Linked DNA regions of Sus scrofa: all the other regions are linked to region 4. A link is a contact called in public HiChIP or PLAC-seq data. All regions are on one chromosome and are shown on one strand. The core of a region is the stretch at or near the end of the contact, and the rest is flanking DNA. Distances in the headings are between cores, read along the strand shown.

Region 1 (3,335 bases), core at 368-2,867, 390 kb after region 4:
GTCATTGGGTGGGAGATGGGATAAGTCCTGCATTCAGATTCAGACCCAGGGGAAGAGTTTGAAGGCCACCCTTCAGCTGATTTGAATACACTCCTTACAGGATACTAAGGAGGAGCTCTATTCCCGGAGAGGAAGAGGCGGGCCTTTCCAACCCCCACTCCCCTCGGATGATAAAATTGCGGCCCCGAAGATTAGACCCTCCGCAGGGCTTCCTTGCCTGCTCACTTGTACCTCTTACAAGAGTCCTATCCTAGTAAATCTGTTCCTTGTCTGTCGCTTTGTCTTTCGCTGAATTCCTTCTGCGCAGAGGCATAAAGAACCTGAGCCTTGGTGAGTCCAAACACAGGGTAACTCGAATTTAAAACCGTGGGTTTAAGTCTCAATCTGGCTTTAGGTTGGGTCGGGTCCTGGCACCTGGGTTCAAGTCCCAATCTGGGTTTTGGCTGGGTTCAGGCGGGTTAGTGTTGTCAATTTCGTTACCATATAATTGATACAAATCACTCAAAGTGAACAGTTCAGTGGGTTTCAATATATTCAGAGTTGCACAACCATCACCACAATCAGTTTCAGATCATTTAAATCATCCTCCCAAAGGACCCCATTCCATTTTGTTGTCACTCCCTATCTTCTCTAACCCTCCTCCAAGCCTCAAGCCCTAAGCAACCACCAGTTTACTTTCTGTCTCTGTGGATTTGGGAGGCAAATTTCTGGTTTTTTGTTTTGTTTTGTCTTTTTGTCCTTTTTAGGGCCGCACCCGCCGCATATGGTGGTTCCCAGGCTAGGGGTCGAATCGGAGCTATAGCTGCAGGCCTACGCCAGAGCCACAGCAACGCCAGATCCGAGCCGTGTCTGCGACCTACACCACAGCTCACGGCAACGCCGGATTCTTAACCCGCTGAGCGGAGCCAGGGATCGAACTCACAACCTCAAGGTTCCTACTCGGATTCTTTAACCACTGAGCCACGACGGGAACTCCATGGGGGCAAATTTCTTAATCTCTCTGTGCCTCAGCTTTTTCTTCTATGAAATGGAGACAAGAATCGTGCTTTTAGTCCTGGGATGGTTGAGAGGAAAAGGAAAAACTAAAGGCCATTGCTATGGCTCTATGAATAGCTTGTCAGAAAGCTCAAGCATTGGAGTCCCATTGCTGAGTCTGGTCTCCGCTTGCCTAAACTCGGTCAGTTTTAATCCCACGCCCCTGTGACACGCCCCTGTCGACGGTCTCCAAGGCAACGTCAAACAGTTTCCTCTCTTAGGGATTCCTTTCCAGTTAGCAGACATGATCGCTCCCTTTCTTTTTCTTTCCTCACCTGAGGACTCCACTGAGCGCCGCAGGAGCTTCCCGAGGAGCTCCCCACGGTCATCTCCTCAGCTGGGCAGAGACAGAAGCGTGGAAGAGACAGTGGCGTGACAGCTGCTGTAGCTGCCCTAGCTACGCAGGTCAGGTTCCGCCCCTTTCTCGCTTGGGCCGCTGATTGGCTTCCAGGCAGATACACGAAATGGTCCCTTTCCTCGGCAGGCAAGATTCGTCTTCTGATTGGCTTATTCTCTAGGTAAGTTCTACTTCCGGTTTAGAGGTGGAGGTTAAAGCAGCTAGTGACTGGAGGGCTCTGCTCCGGAAGTGCTCCCGGAGGCGGGCCTAGCGGGGCGCCAAATACGGCGCAAGTCAGCACCATGGCTGCCCGGCTGGCTGGCAGCCGATCGGGGACTGCTCTTTCTGCTGCCCAGAGAGGCCCGCTAGTTTCCTGTCGGAGGTGGGCCGGCGCCACGGCTGACACCGTGTATGATGTTGTGGTGTCGGGTGGAGGCATGGTGGGCGCCGCTATGGCCTGTGCCTTGGGTAAGCGCATCTCCAGACCGGTAGTGGCGGGGAGTGGGGCCCGGGAGGAACGGTGAGAACCGTGGGAACCCTGGCACTGTTTGCCCAGAGTCTGAGAGTTATGTATCTTGTGGTCCATTCCCTGCCCAGAGGAGCCCCAAGGCCTTGGGGCAAGCGTTTGTTCCTTCAGGATGTCAAAGGGTCAAAAGTGGGAGGGAACAGTAGGAGTTCTTCCAAGGCGTGGGGAAACAGACTTGCCCAGGGTTTTTTAGTTCTGGACACCGTTGAAAGGAAGCAGGCATTGCCTATTGAGCTAGGCTGGTTTGTGTTGGTTTTTAAACAGCTTCACTGAGGCGTTCCCGTGGTGGCTCAGTGGAAATGAATCTGACTAGTGAGGAAGATGCAGGTTTCATCCTTGGCCTCACTCAGTGGGTTAAGGATCCAGCGTTGCCCTGAGCGGTGGTCTAGGTTGCAGACTCCTGTGGGATCTACATTGCTGTGGCTGTGGTGTGAGCCGGCAGCGACAGCTCCAACTATACCCCTAGCCCGAGAACCTCCATATGCCGTGGGTGCGGCCCTAAAAAGTCAAAAATAAATAAATAAATAGCTTCATTGAGATATGATTTGTACACTATCATTTAAAGCATAGAATTTGATGATTTTTAGTATATTCACAGAATTGTGCAGCCATCGCCACAATAAATTTTAAAGTATTTTTATCATCTCCAAAAGGAATCCAAACTCCTTAATGGTCACTGTCCACGTCCCCCCTAGGTAACTGCTCGTGTACTTTCCGCCTCTATATATTTGCTTTTTTGGGACATTTCCATATACATGGAATCTACTTAATGTTTTTGATTTTCACGCAGGTTGTAGCTTGTGCTTCATTCCTTTTTACAAGCTTAATATTTTGTGTGGATATAGCACATTTATTCATTCATCAGTTTTGGACGATAGCAAGTAATGCTACTATCATTTTGTGTATAAGCTTTTGTGTACACTCCTATTCCTAGGAGTGGATTTGCTAGGTCACAGTAAACTCTGTTTAACCTTTTGAAGAACAGCCAGTGTTCCAAAGTGGCTGCCCATGTAAAATACATTTCCCCCAACAATATATGACAAATATAATTTCTCCACATCCTGGATAGCAATGTTAGTATCTTTTTGTTACTAGTTATACTAGGGAGTGTGAAGTGCTCTCTCCTGGTTCTTTCCTTTGTTCATTGTTTTGTTTTGTTTTCTTCCTTCCTTCCTTCCTTTCTCTATCCATCCATCCATCCAGCACTGCAGCATATGGAAGTTCCTAGGGATCAAACCTGGGCCTCTGCAGTGCCAACGCTGGGTAATTAACCTGCTCTGCCACAAGGGACCTCCAGCTATCTCCTGCTTTTAATTTGCATTTCCCTAATGACTAATGATGTTGAATATCTTTTCAGGTTTATCTGTCATTTGTATATCTTCTTTAGAGAGGTATTCAGAACCTCTGCCCATTTTTAAATTGGCTGTTTTTCCTTTT
Region 2 (3,164 bases), core at 257-2,756, 330 kb after region 4:
TGGTTTTTTTAAGGATCCAGCAACTCAGGATCCTTAACCCACTGATCAAGGCCAGGCATTGAACCTGCATCTTCGTGGATACTAGTCGGATTTGTTAACTGCTGAGCCACAAGCCACGACAGGAACTCCCTGTTGTGCTGGTCTACGGTCAGCTATTTACAAACTGCAATATACTTCTGTGTAGATTCGAACCATGTTAGTAATCAGTCACTCCAGTTAACCTCAGTGGCCTTCACGTCTTTGTTTTATATACTTTTCCTGGACCATTTCATCCCTAGAGAGGGCTTCATCTCTTGTCTGTATGTTGATAACTCCCAATTTTATATCTTTCTTCTTCTTTTTTTTAAGGGCCGCACCTACAACATACGGCCGGTGGCATATGGAGGTTCTCAGGCCAGGGGTCCAATCAGAGCTGTAACCGCCAGCCTACACCAGAGCCACAGCAATGCAGGATCTGAGCCATGTCTTTGACCTACACTGCAGCTCACAGCAACACCAGATCCTGAACTCACTGAGCAAGGCTAGGGATTGAACCCCCATCCTCATGGATGCTAATCAGGTTCATTAACCATTGAGCTACATAGGGAGCTCTCCAACTTCTTATCTTATTTCTGACCTCTTGAGCTAGGGACCTTTACCTCCAAGTAAATATCCTATAGGCCCCTAGGATAGATAAACTCTACTTATCTAAAGAGGAATTATCTTCCCTTGAAACGTGTTGCTTCTTTGTTTATAAATCACCATCTGTTTGTGTACTCAAACTACCTCTCTAGTTTCTTTAGCCTTTATCCTTGAAAGTAGGTATCTATCCTTCTTAGAGACGCCTTTAATTCCCACTGCCACTATCCTCGTTGAGTCCCTCCCTCATCCTTTGGCACACAGCAAGTACTCAAAAAAGTAACTTCACAAAGTCAAATACATAAAGCTCTAACAAGTTGTAGCACCCAGCCTGAAACTCAAGTGTTCTAGCCTCCGTCTGGATATCCGAGAACTCGTTACATCCTAATGTACTGAGAGAACCCAGACTCTGGGGAATTCACATTGCAGAAAAAAGTTATACACGTAAGTCTCAATTCTTCTTGCGAGCAGTATGCAATGCAAAACTAGATTCTGCAAGTTCCCTTCTCCAGCAGTGAAGCTTGGAGGTCCTCTTCACTGAGAACTTTGATAAATATTTAAGTGGTGATCTTTTCCTTCTTGCTTGCCTCCGATGGAACTTGTACTGATCTCAGCTGACAGGAAAAACTACCCCGTCCGCTGCAGCAGGGAAGCAGTGACGTCACGGCTAGACTTTAACGATCCGTTTTTTTCGGGCTTCGCAGACCAAGGAGCTCCAAAGGCCGAGAGGGAATGAGTGGGAGGCGGGAGACCCAGTTCCTTCCCTCCCAGAACCAAGTCCTGCGCTACCAGCTTGGCCCTCTCAGGCCAGCGGCCCTCGGGCTAGAACCCCTGGCCAGGCGGCCATCACCGGACTCGGAGGCGAGCGAGTGGGCGTGTGCGTGGGGGGCGGCCAAACTTCCTGTCCCGCGGTCGAGCTGCTTCCGGCGGGAGCCGGAAGACGCTGTGTGTGGACGGAATTCGAGACCGAGTGACGGACGGACGGCTGCCCGGGACAGGAAGGTGAGCTCTAGGGTGGGCCCGACCGCACCCGCTTGGCTGGACGGTTCTCGAGAGGGAGCGCGCCAGTGCCGGCTCCTCGGGAGCTCGGGCCGAGTTCGACCCCGGAGGGGTTTGGGAATCCGCCCCCAGGGGCACCCACCTGGATCTGGCGCTACCGGGAGCGGCCGGTCTGAAGCCCCACAGCTTCAGCTCTTCCTCTCGCGGGTTTTTGGGGCCTACATTTTGGCTCCTTTGCCTGGTTTTGGGGATGGGGGGAACAACACAAACCCGGATAGCTCGAGTCAGCGAGTGGCCGGGGCCGGGGCCGGGGCGGGGGCTCCCGGACAGCCCCCTAAGCGGGGCCTGCCCACGGACCTTAGGCCCCTTCACTAGGCCATTTGTAATAGGTGAATGAGGATGCCAGGGGGACTCTGCCCTGGACGTTTCAGTCCAGATGCACCCTCTTTCTTATGTCCACTTGCTTTCTGTGTCTGGAAGAAGGAAGGCTGCCAATTCCAAGGGGCTGGGCCGCTGGTTTCTTCTTCGCCTGTCATTTCAGGGCAAGGGTGTGGACTGTGAGTGTTTACAGCCTGTATTCATTTAGCAGGTAGAATTTATCCTCTGAAGTTTTTTTCATGGGAAAGAATTCTACTAGTTTATTAAAGTTTATCCCACTTCCGCACGAGGCTCTGAAACGCATTTAGGAACAATTTGAAAGTAAAATATTATTAACTTGGAACTTAAGAATTTTCGCTTTTCTCTCACTTTGGGGACAAGGGTCCGTGCAACATATATTTGCTAAGAGAATAAAAGAAACATTTTGAAATAAAGCCAAAGGCATTTTGTTATTGTTAAGGAGTGAGAAATTCTACTTTGTGTTATCTTTATGTGGAACAAAGTCAACTAACTTGCAGTCAAAGGATTTAGGTTCTAGTTTTTCAAGTTTTGCATCTAAGTGGATGTCTAATTTTTGGCAAGTTACTTAGTCGCTAACTTTGCGCCTTTTTTTCCCCCTCTGTAAATGAAGGGGCCTACCTATTCATTCAGGAGATATTTCCTGAATGCTTAGTTTGTACAAAGCATCTTGCTAAGTTAATGGGAGAAGGATGAATAAATTCTTTGAACCTTAACCATTGAAAAAAAATATTCAGGTAGATAACTAATACCCAAGGCAAAATGAAATAATTGCTAAAGAGAAGTTAAACTATGTGCTGTGAGAACATAGAGGGAAGGAAGTTTTGTTCTGACTGGGGGAAAGGGATCAGTCTTCATGGAGGATGGCATTTGAGTTGGATTTTATTTTATTTTTATTATTTTTTATTATTATTATTATTTTTGTCTTTTTGCCTTTTCTAGGGCCGCTTCCCCCGGCATATGGAGGTTCCCAGGCTAGGAGTCTAATCAGAGCTGCAGCTGCTGGCCCACCCCACAGCCACAGCAGTGCGGGATCTGAGCCGCATCTGCAACCTACACCACAGCTCATGGCAACCTTCCTTGGATAAGGTGATCCTTAACCCACTGAGCAAGGCCAGGGATCAAACCCACAACCTCATGGTTCCTAGTCG
Region 3 (3,060 bases), core at 497-2,996, 260 kb after region 4:
AGTTCCCAAGCACATTCACGAAGCCCTAGCAGCTTTTGCAAACAGTAAAGAGCGAGATGCCACAGAGTCCACTGGAAGCGGGTTTTGCAGTTTTATATAGAAAACACTCACATATGTACGTGGGTGTGCTGACAGTTTTTATGGCTAAATTGCAAAGTGTTAGGACTTAGTGATTACTGTCAGGTTCGGGACGTGGTGTAGGAGGAGAAAGGGTGGGGGGGGTGTCAGCGGAATTTATTCAAAAGGGACTTAAGGGGCAATTCTGGATTTGCTTTTTGGAAATGCGTAGGGTTGTTTTCCCAAACTGCCTAGTTGCTCTGCTCTTCGTCACTGGGGGGCCAAGCAAAGAAAAATGGGGGGAAAGTTCCTTTAACTTCCTTCCTGCGACCTCAGCGAGGGCTGCGAAGAGGAAGAGCACGCTTCCCTGGGAAGCACCGGGCGGGGACTGGAGGGCGGCTGCGCCCAGCCTGTGGGGATGGGGGGCGCCGGGCGGACAACTAGCCCGGGACGCAGGCCGCGGGAAGCCCCTTCCCTGCACCCCTCCGCTCGCCAACGGCGCCTGGAGCGGCCCGGCTGCAGCCCTGGCTGATTTAAGTCCCGCGGCAAACCTGCGACCACTGGGGCTCAGCTCGAGGCCCGGCTCTCGGCCGAGCTCCCTCCCTGCAGCGCCCTCCGCACGCAAGCCCAGCGCAGCCGGCCCTGCCCGGCCCGCCAAATCCCCGCCCGCGCGGCCAAGCTCCGGCCCAGAACGTTTCCCAGCCCCACGTCGGCGCCCCGGCAGCGAAGGGGGCGCCGAGCCCCGCGGCTCACCTGCGCGCTGGATCCCGGGGCCGCTCAGAGGGGTGCGAGGCGCGGGGCGCAGGCGAGCACGGCCCGCAGACACGGCCCGCAGACTCAAACTTTGTTGCTCTCGGGACGGCGCAGTCGTCACTTCCTCGCGGAGCGGGTGGCGCGGCCCGGGCTGTGGCCCAGCAGCTCGCGCGCGGTGGCGCGCCGGGCCCTGCAGCCGCCCGCGCCCCCGGCTCTGCGCGCCCTCGGCTGCGGGAGGAAGAGGGCAGCGGTCCGCCGAGCCTGCACCCCTCGCGGTCAAGCTCGCTCCAGCCGGGTCGTTTTCGCGCCGAAGAAGTGAAGTCGCGCCTCCTCTCAGGCTGGGTGGGGGAGATGGTGTTGGGGTTCAGGGACCCAAAGCTGAGGTTCCAGGAGAAACAAAGGGTGAGGAAGTAGGAAGAGAAAGTTTTTTCAGTGTGGCGTTGAGGCTAGGTCGTGCTAGAGAGCAGAGTGCTCTGTGTATTTGCTTTGGTTTGTTTTTTGTTTTTAACCAAATAATGACTAAACTGGACCTTAAAACGCAAGCCTCCTCTCCTCACGTCCCCTCATAGGATCTGCACGTTCTTCGTCATTTCCACTGATCATATGGGCACAGGACGTTCCGTATTTATCAGCCTTCAGGGGGCTCTTTCAGCGCCCAAGTTGGGGCTGCAAAATAGTTTCAAAATCCTCCCCCGCGATTTCCACCTCCTCCTTTACACTGAATTTCACAGATCTCTTTGGGGCCTGATGCATTCCGTGTTTCGTCATGGACCAAAAGTGACTTGGAGGGTAGGGTGGAGCCCTGACAAGAGGAGCTTCAGGCAGGAGTAATTCTGAAATTTATCATTCTCAAAATAAATTTGCTCGCCGTATTAAAAAGCATAACAAGAAAAACTATCTTTCTGGTTTCTGATAAATAGCAACAAAGTAGTTAAAGAGCAGCCTTTCGGGAAGAATTCCTGATCTGGTAACTCTGGAGAGAAAACGGGTTAGCCTTTGCTGTGGTTAAGAAAAAAAAAAAAAAAAAAGCAGACATTTGAAACTGCAGTGGAGGGCTTTCATAACAGAAACATTAGCTTCATTGTAGCTTGTTGTGAAAACAGGGACCTTTTCAAAGGTGGTTCAAAAGCATCAGTTAGAGCTCAACAATTTTCCCTTTTTCCCTAAATGCGGCTCCTACTAGCCCATTGGCCAGATCACAGAACCTCCCGTTCTAATGCTTCATCTTTTTACTAAAGCACAGGAAACCAGAGAGTTGAGTGAAGGCTTTGTCCAGAAAGGTGGATGTAAAATTGATAGAAAGTGACATCTGAGAAATGATCCCCAGGTCTGTGTTAATACCTAGTGGGAAGCCACAAGTGCAGACTCAGCCAAAGGTTAGGAGTGTGAAGATGGACGCTTTCCTAGCAACATAAAATCCCCCACATTGCAGCCTTTTATGCTCTATTCTAATTTCTACTGAGACATTATTAATGGCACATTATAAATATAAAATGCACCATGTAAGAAAAATAGTATTGCTTTGAGAAATAAGTGCATTATTAGACTCTCAATGATTATAGTCCTCTGAAATTTTTATGACATCACACTGTTTGCAGGGTGGTGCTGGAGGGTTTATCCAATTCGGTTTTGAAATAGAAGTAATTCCTTAATGCCTTCCGCTTAAAGCAAGCCATGACATAATCAAGAGGCGCAGAGAGAATATGTCACCCAGGTTTCTAAAAGCAATCACGTGATACTCCGTATTTGCCAGAACAAAAGCAGAATATTTCTTTGTTCAGTGTTGTGGGTCTGAATTCTCAGTCACAATTCCATGAATATTCAGTATTTCCGCATGCCGGGGAATAATTAGTAGACAGTGTAAAAGTGTGAAGGCCTGACACTTATGAATGCGCAGACACGTATTACTTTTTCTCTGCATAGGGCTGCATTTGCTGGAGTATCACAAAGCGTGGAAGGTATGGTGAGCACACTGGAAGACAGCCCCCTGCTGATAGTGATCCCCCCCCCCCACCTCCTGGTATTCATGCCCTGTGTAATCTCCTCTTCCTGAGTGTGGGCTGGACTAATTGACTCAGTTGTAACGTTCAGCATATGGCAGAAGTCATGTGATGTCACTGCTGAGACAAGGTTATAAAAAACCCTGCCACTTCCACCTTGAGTTCTCTGTTTCTTGTTCTTTCTTGGATCATTCACTGTGGGAGTAGCTAGCTGCCATGTCCTTAGGCAGCCCTGTAGACAGGAATTGAG
Region 4 (3,326 bases), core at 287-2,786:
GAAAAATAAAAAAAAAGATTATGGCCTGTTAGGAGCAGAGGCAAACACAAGTTTTATGGGCTTAAAGCTTATGCAATTTGCAGGTTTCTCTAACAGAAAATATATGAATTCATGAATGTAAACTTAAGCACAAGGCCTTGGAGGAAGCCTGTTAACTTTAATGAGAAATTCACCACCGGGTGAAACCCATAGCTTATGAAAAAGTGGGAAAATTCTCCAGGATGAAAGGGAGATAATGTTTGCCTAAATGGAGCAACATGAGAGTCCAGTATAACAAAATGACAACTACTACCTCATTTAGCTATTTGTACATCCATAAGGAAAGAAGCTGAGGTCACAAAGCTAGTAAGATGCTAGGCCTCTTAGTTGTGGAACGGTGTGGAAAAATTAACATACACACAAAACACAAGAAAAACACCATTAAAAAATTTTTATTAGAGTATAGTTGATTTACAACCTTGTGGTAGTTTTAGGTGTACAGCAAGGTGAATCAGTTATACATACACATAAGCACTTCTTTTTTTTTTTTTCCTTTAGCTGCCCCAAGGCACTGCAGTTCCCGGAGCAGGGATCAGATCACAGGATCCTACATAGGATCCTTTTATTTTTGTCTTTTTAGGGCAGCACTTGCGGCATATGGAGGTTCCCAAGCTAGGGGTCAAATTGGAGCTGTAGCTGCTGGCCTATGCCACGGCCACAGCATACAGGATCTGAGCCATGACTGAGACCTACACCACAGCTCACAGTAACCCTGGATCTTAACCCACTAAGCAAGACTGGGGATCTAACCCATGTCCTTGTGGATACTAGTTGGGTTCCTTAACTACTGAGCCATGACAGGAACTCCCACATAGGATCTTTTAACACACTTAACCCACTGTGTTGGGGGGGCTGTGGATGGACCTGTCTTGGCACTGCAGAGAAGCTGCTGATTTCCTTATGCTACAGTAAGAATGCCTCTGTTCTTTTCCAGATTATTTTCCTACACAGGTATTACAGAATACTGAATAAAACCAAAAACCAACCCCTACCTTTTTACAAAAAAGAAACAGACTCACAGATTTCTAAATCAAACCTACGGTTACCAAAGGGGAAATGTAACAGTGGGTAGGAGGGTGAGATGTATAAATTAGGAGTTTGAGATTAATATATATACACTACTATATATAAAATAAGCAACCAACAAGGACCTACCGGACATTTTAAAAGGTCTATGACTATTAACCGGTGTGAATTACTCAACAAAGTGATGAAACTTAATTCCAGCCCACTCCTCCTGGCTATTAAGTTTGGCGACTTGACACATTTGCTAAGTGCCAGGTTCCTTCGGGGGCAGCCCTGGTCCAGCCTACTCCAGCTCCTGAGAGGTAAAGCCAGGAAATCCGTTCCCGAAGTAAAAGTCCTGCGTCTCGGTTTTCCCTCTTACTTTGAAAGACAGGCTGCTTACTGATTGGCAGGACTTCCCTGCTACCCCAATTTCAGCCGACTGCTCGCCACCAATGGGTGCTGAGACTGCAGTTAAGTAGCCTGCCGCTAGGGGACCTCTGACTACTTTCTAACTTTCGTAGGCTCTTCAATCGCCCATATCTGAAATAAGGCACAAAATGGTGGCCTCGTATCTGGCTCTCCTGCGAGCGACGAGACTTTACCAAGTGGGCCATACGAGCTGCGGACGGTTGGTAGGGCTTCCAAAACTAAGGACCGCTAACCCAATCTCTTGGACCCCATTCCGGATGGCGGCGACCGTGACGCTGGAGCCCGCGGGCCGTTGCTGCTGGGACGAGCCGGTGCGCATTGCTGTGCGCGGCCTGGCCCCAGAGCAGCCGGTCACGCTGCGCGCGTCCCTGCGCGACGAGAAGGGCGCGCTCTTCAGGGCCCACGCGCGCTACTGCGCCGACACCGACGGCCAGCTGGACCTGGCGCGCGCGCCCGCGCTGGGCGGCAGCTTCGTGGGGCTCGAGCCCATGGGGCTCTTCTGGGCTCTGGAGCCCGAGAAGCCTTTGCTACGGCTGGTGAAGCGGGACGTGCAGACGCCCTTCGCCGTGGAGCTGGAGGTGTTCGACGGCCACGAGCCCGAGGGCGGGCGGCTCCTGGGCCGGGCTGTGCACGAGCGCGACTTCCTGCGCCCGGGGTTCGGCGCGAGCCGGTGCGCGCGGGCCGGGTGCGCGCCACGCTTTTCCTGCCTCCAGGTGAGCCGCGGACTAACATAACTGTAAGGCAAGGGGTAGCTCCCAACATTCTGGAGGTCCACGGGGCCTGAAACTTTCTGGGAGACAGGAATGGGACAGTAAGGTTGGCTGGGGAGGTGCTCTGCCACTCCAAAATAGAGGTTAGGCCAAAGACATCATACGGAAAGAGAAGAGGTAGTTGTAATGTAAAGAAAAGGAATAGAGTAGGGCGTTTCCACTGTGGCTCAGCGGGTTAAGAGCCCGACTAAAATCCAAGAGGAGGCAGGTCTGATTCCTGGCCTCCATAAGTGGGTTAAAGGTTCTGGTGTTGCAACAGGCTGAGTCGCAAATGCCTCTGGGAACTGGCGTTGTTGCAGCTGTGGCTGCGTAGGCTGGATGCCTTCTGGCCTGGGAACCTCCATGTGCCAAGGGTGCAGCCCTAAAAAGACCAAAAGAAATAAGTATAGGTAGTTTCTAAATCTCACTGGCTGTTTCTCATTGCCTGGGTTGCTGGGGTGGTCAGTTTCTTGAAGGAGATGCAATGTACATCTTTTCTTGTTGTGGCCAGTGGCTGATGATTCTTTCCTGTTGATGACTCTTCTGCTGTGATCTGTAACGGACAGTTCTTTGCATAATTAATGTGGAGTGGTACTGCTGAGAATTCCCCTTCTGTCTTCTGAAATCCAATGTGAGGTTCCCCTTTATTAATTTTCACAGCACCAGCAATGTACGGGGACCCAGCTGTCCACATCCCCACTAGAATCTGGCATTCCCAATTTGGGGGAGGGAGCAGAGAGGACATTGATTTTTACTGTTTTCATTGTCTGTACATTATTTTTAATCACAAAAGTAGTGCATGCTTTTTGTAAAAATCTGTGGGGCTTTGAGGCTCTGGGTATAGAAGGGAACGTGGATTTAGCCTAAGCCACTGTCTGGATCTTTGAAGACCAGAGCCATTCAGCATTTCTGATTGTCAACAGAAAACTCTGACATCACCAAATAGGCAACACGTGGCTTCTGACACCACTGCAAAGAGCTTCAGGAATTGTTTAGTTTTGTCTTTTGTTTCTTCCCAAGAACCTGGCCCCTTTCCTGGGATCGTGGACCTTTTTGGAGCTGGAGGGGGCCTTCCAGAATACCGAGCCAGTCTGCTGGCTG

What was found. HiChIP or PLAC-seq counts read pairs in DNA pulled down with a chosen protein or histone mark.
Region 1: a contact with region 4 is called in an H3K27ac HiChIP or PLAC-seq map of alveolar macrophages. The contact joins the promoter of COQ6 here to the promoter of LOC110255331 in region 4. A contact is called at or near these places in 1 of 5 promoter capture datasets (fetal liver) and 1 of 2 datasets of contacts at active chromatin or transcription factors (alveolar macrophages).
Region 2: a contact with region 4 is called in an H3K27ac HiChIP or PLAC-seq map of alveolar macrophages. The contact joins the promoter of ZNF410 here to the promoter of LOC110255331 in region 4. A contact is called at or near these places in 1 of 47 Hi-C or Micro-C datasets (heart right ventricle) and 2 of 2 datasets of contacts at active chromatin or transcription factors (alveolar macrophages and skeletal muscle).
Region 3: an H3K27ac HiChIP or PLAC-seq map of alveolar macrophages shows a contact between it and region 4. The contact joins the promoter of ELMSAN1 here to the promoter of LOC110255331 in region 4. A contact is called at or near these places in 1 of 5 promoter capture datasets (fetal liver) and 1 of 2 datasets of contacts at active chromatin or transcription factors (alveolar macrophages).

What each region holds. Positions count from the first base shown.
Region 1 is chr7:97,257,000-97,260,334 of Sscrofa11.1, forward strand. It overlaps COQ6 (ubiquinone biosynthesis monooxygenase COQ6, mitochondrial), which reads left to right and starts at 1,618. Exons shown (of 12, transcript XM_001929106.5): 1 at 1,618-1,840. The coding sequence starts at 1,675. FAM161B (protein FAM161B) reads right to left here and starts at 1,676. Exons shown (of 10, transcript XM_021100078.1): 1 at 1,615-1,676; 2 at 1,311-1,563. The coding sequence starts at 1,676.
Region 2 is chr7:97,196,468-97,199,631 of Sscrofa11.1, forward strand. ZNF410 (zinc finger protein 410) reads left to right here and starts at 1,507. Exons shown (of 13, transcript XR_002346015.1): 1 at 1,507-1,620.
Region 3 is chr7:97,123,490-97,126,549 of Sscrofa11.1, forward strand. It overlaps ELMSAN1 (ELM2 and SANT domain-containing protein 1), which reads right to left and starts at 1,747. Exons shown (of 13, transcript XM_021099496.1): 1 at 811-1,747.
Region 4 is chr7:96,866,573-96,869,898 of Sscrofa11.1, forward strand. LOC110255331 (acyl-coenzyme A thioesterase 1-like) reads left to right here and starts at 1,537. Exons shown (of 4, transcript XM_021099494.1): 1 at 1,537-2,121; 2 at 2,124-2,189; 3 at 3,246-3,326. The coding sequence starts at 1,605.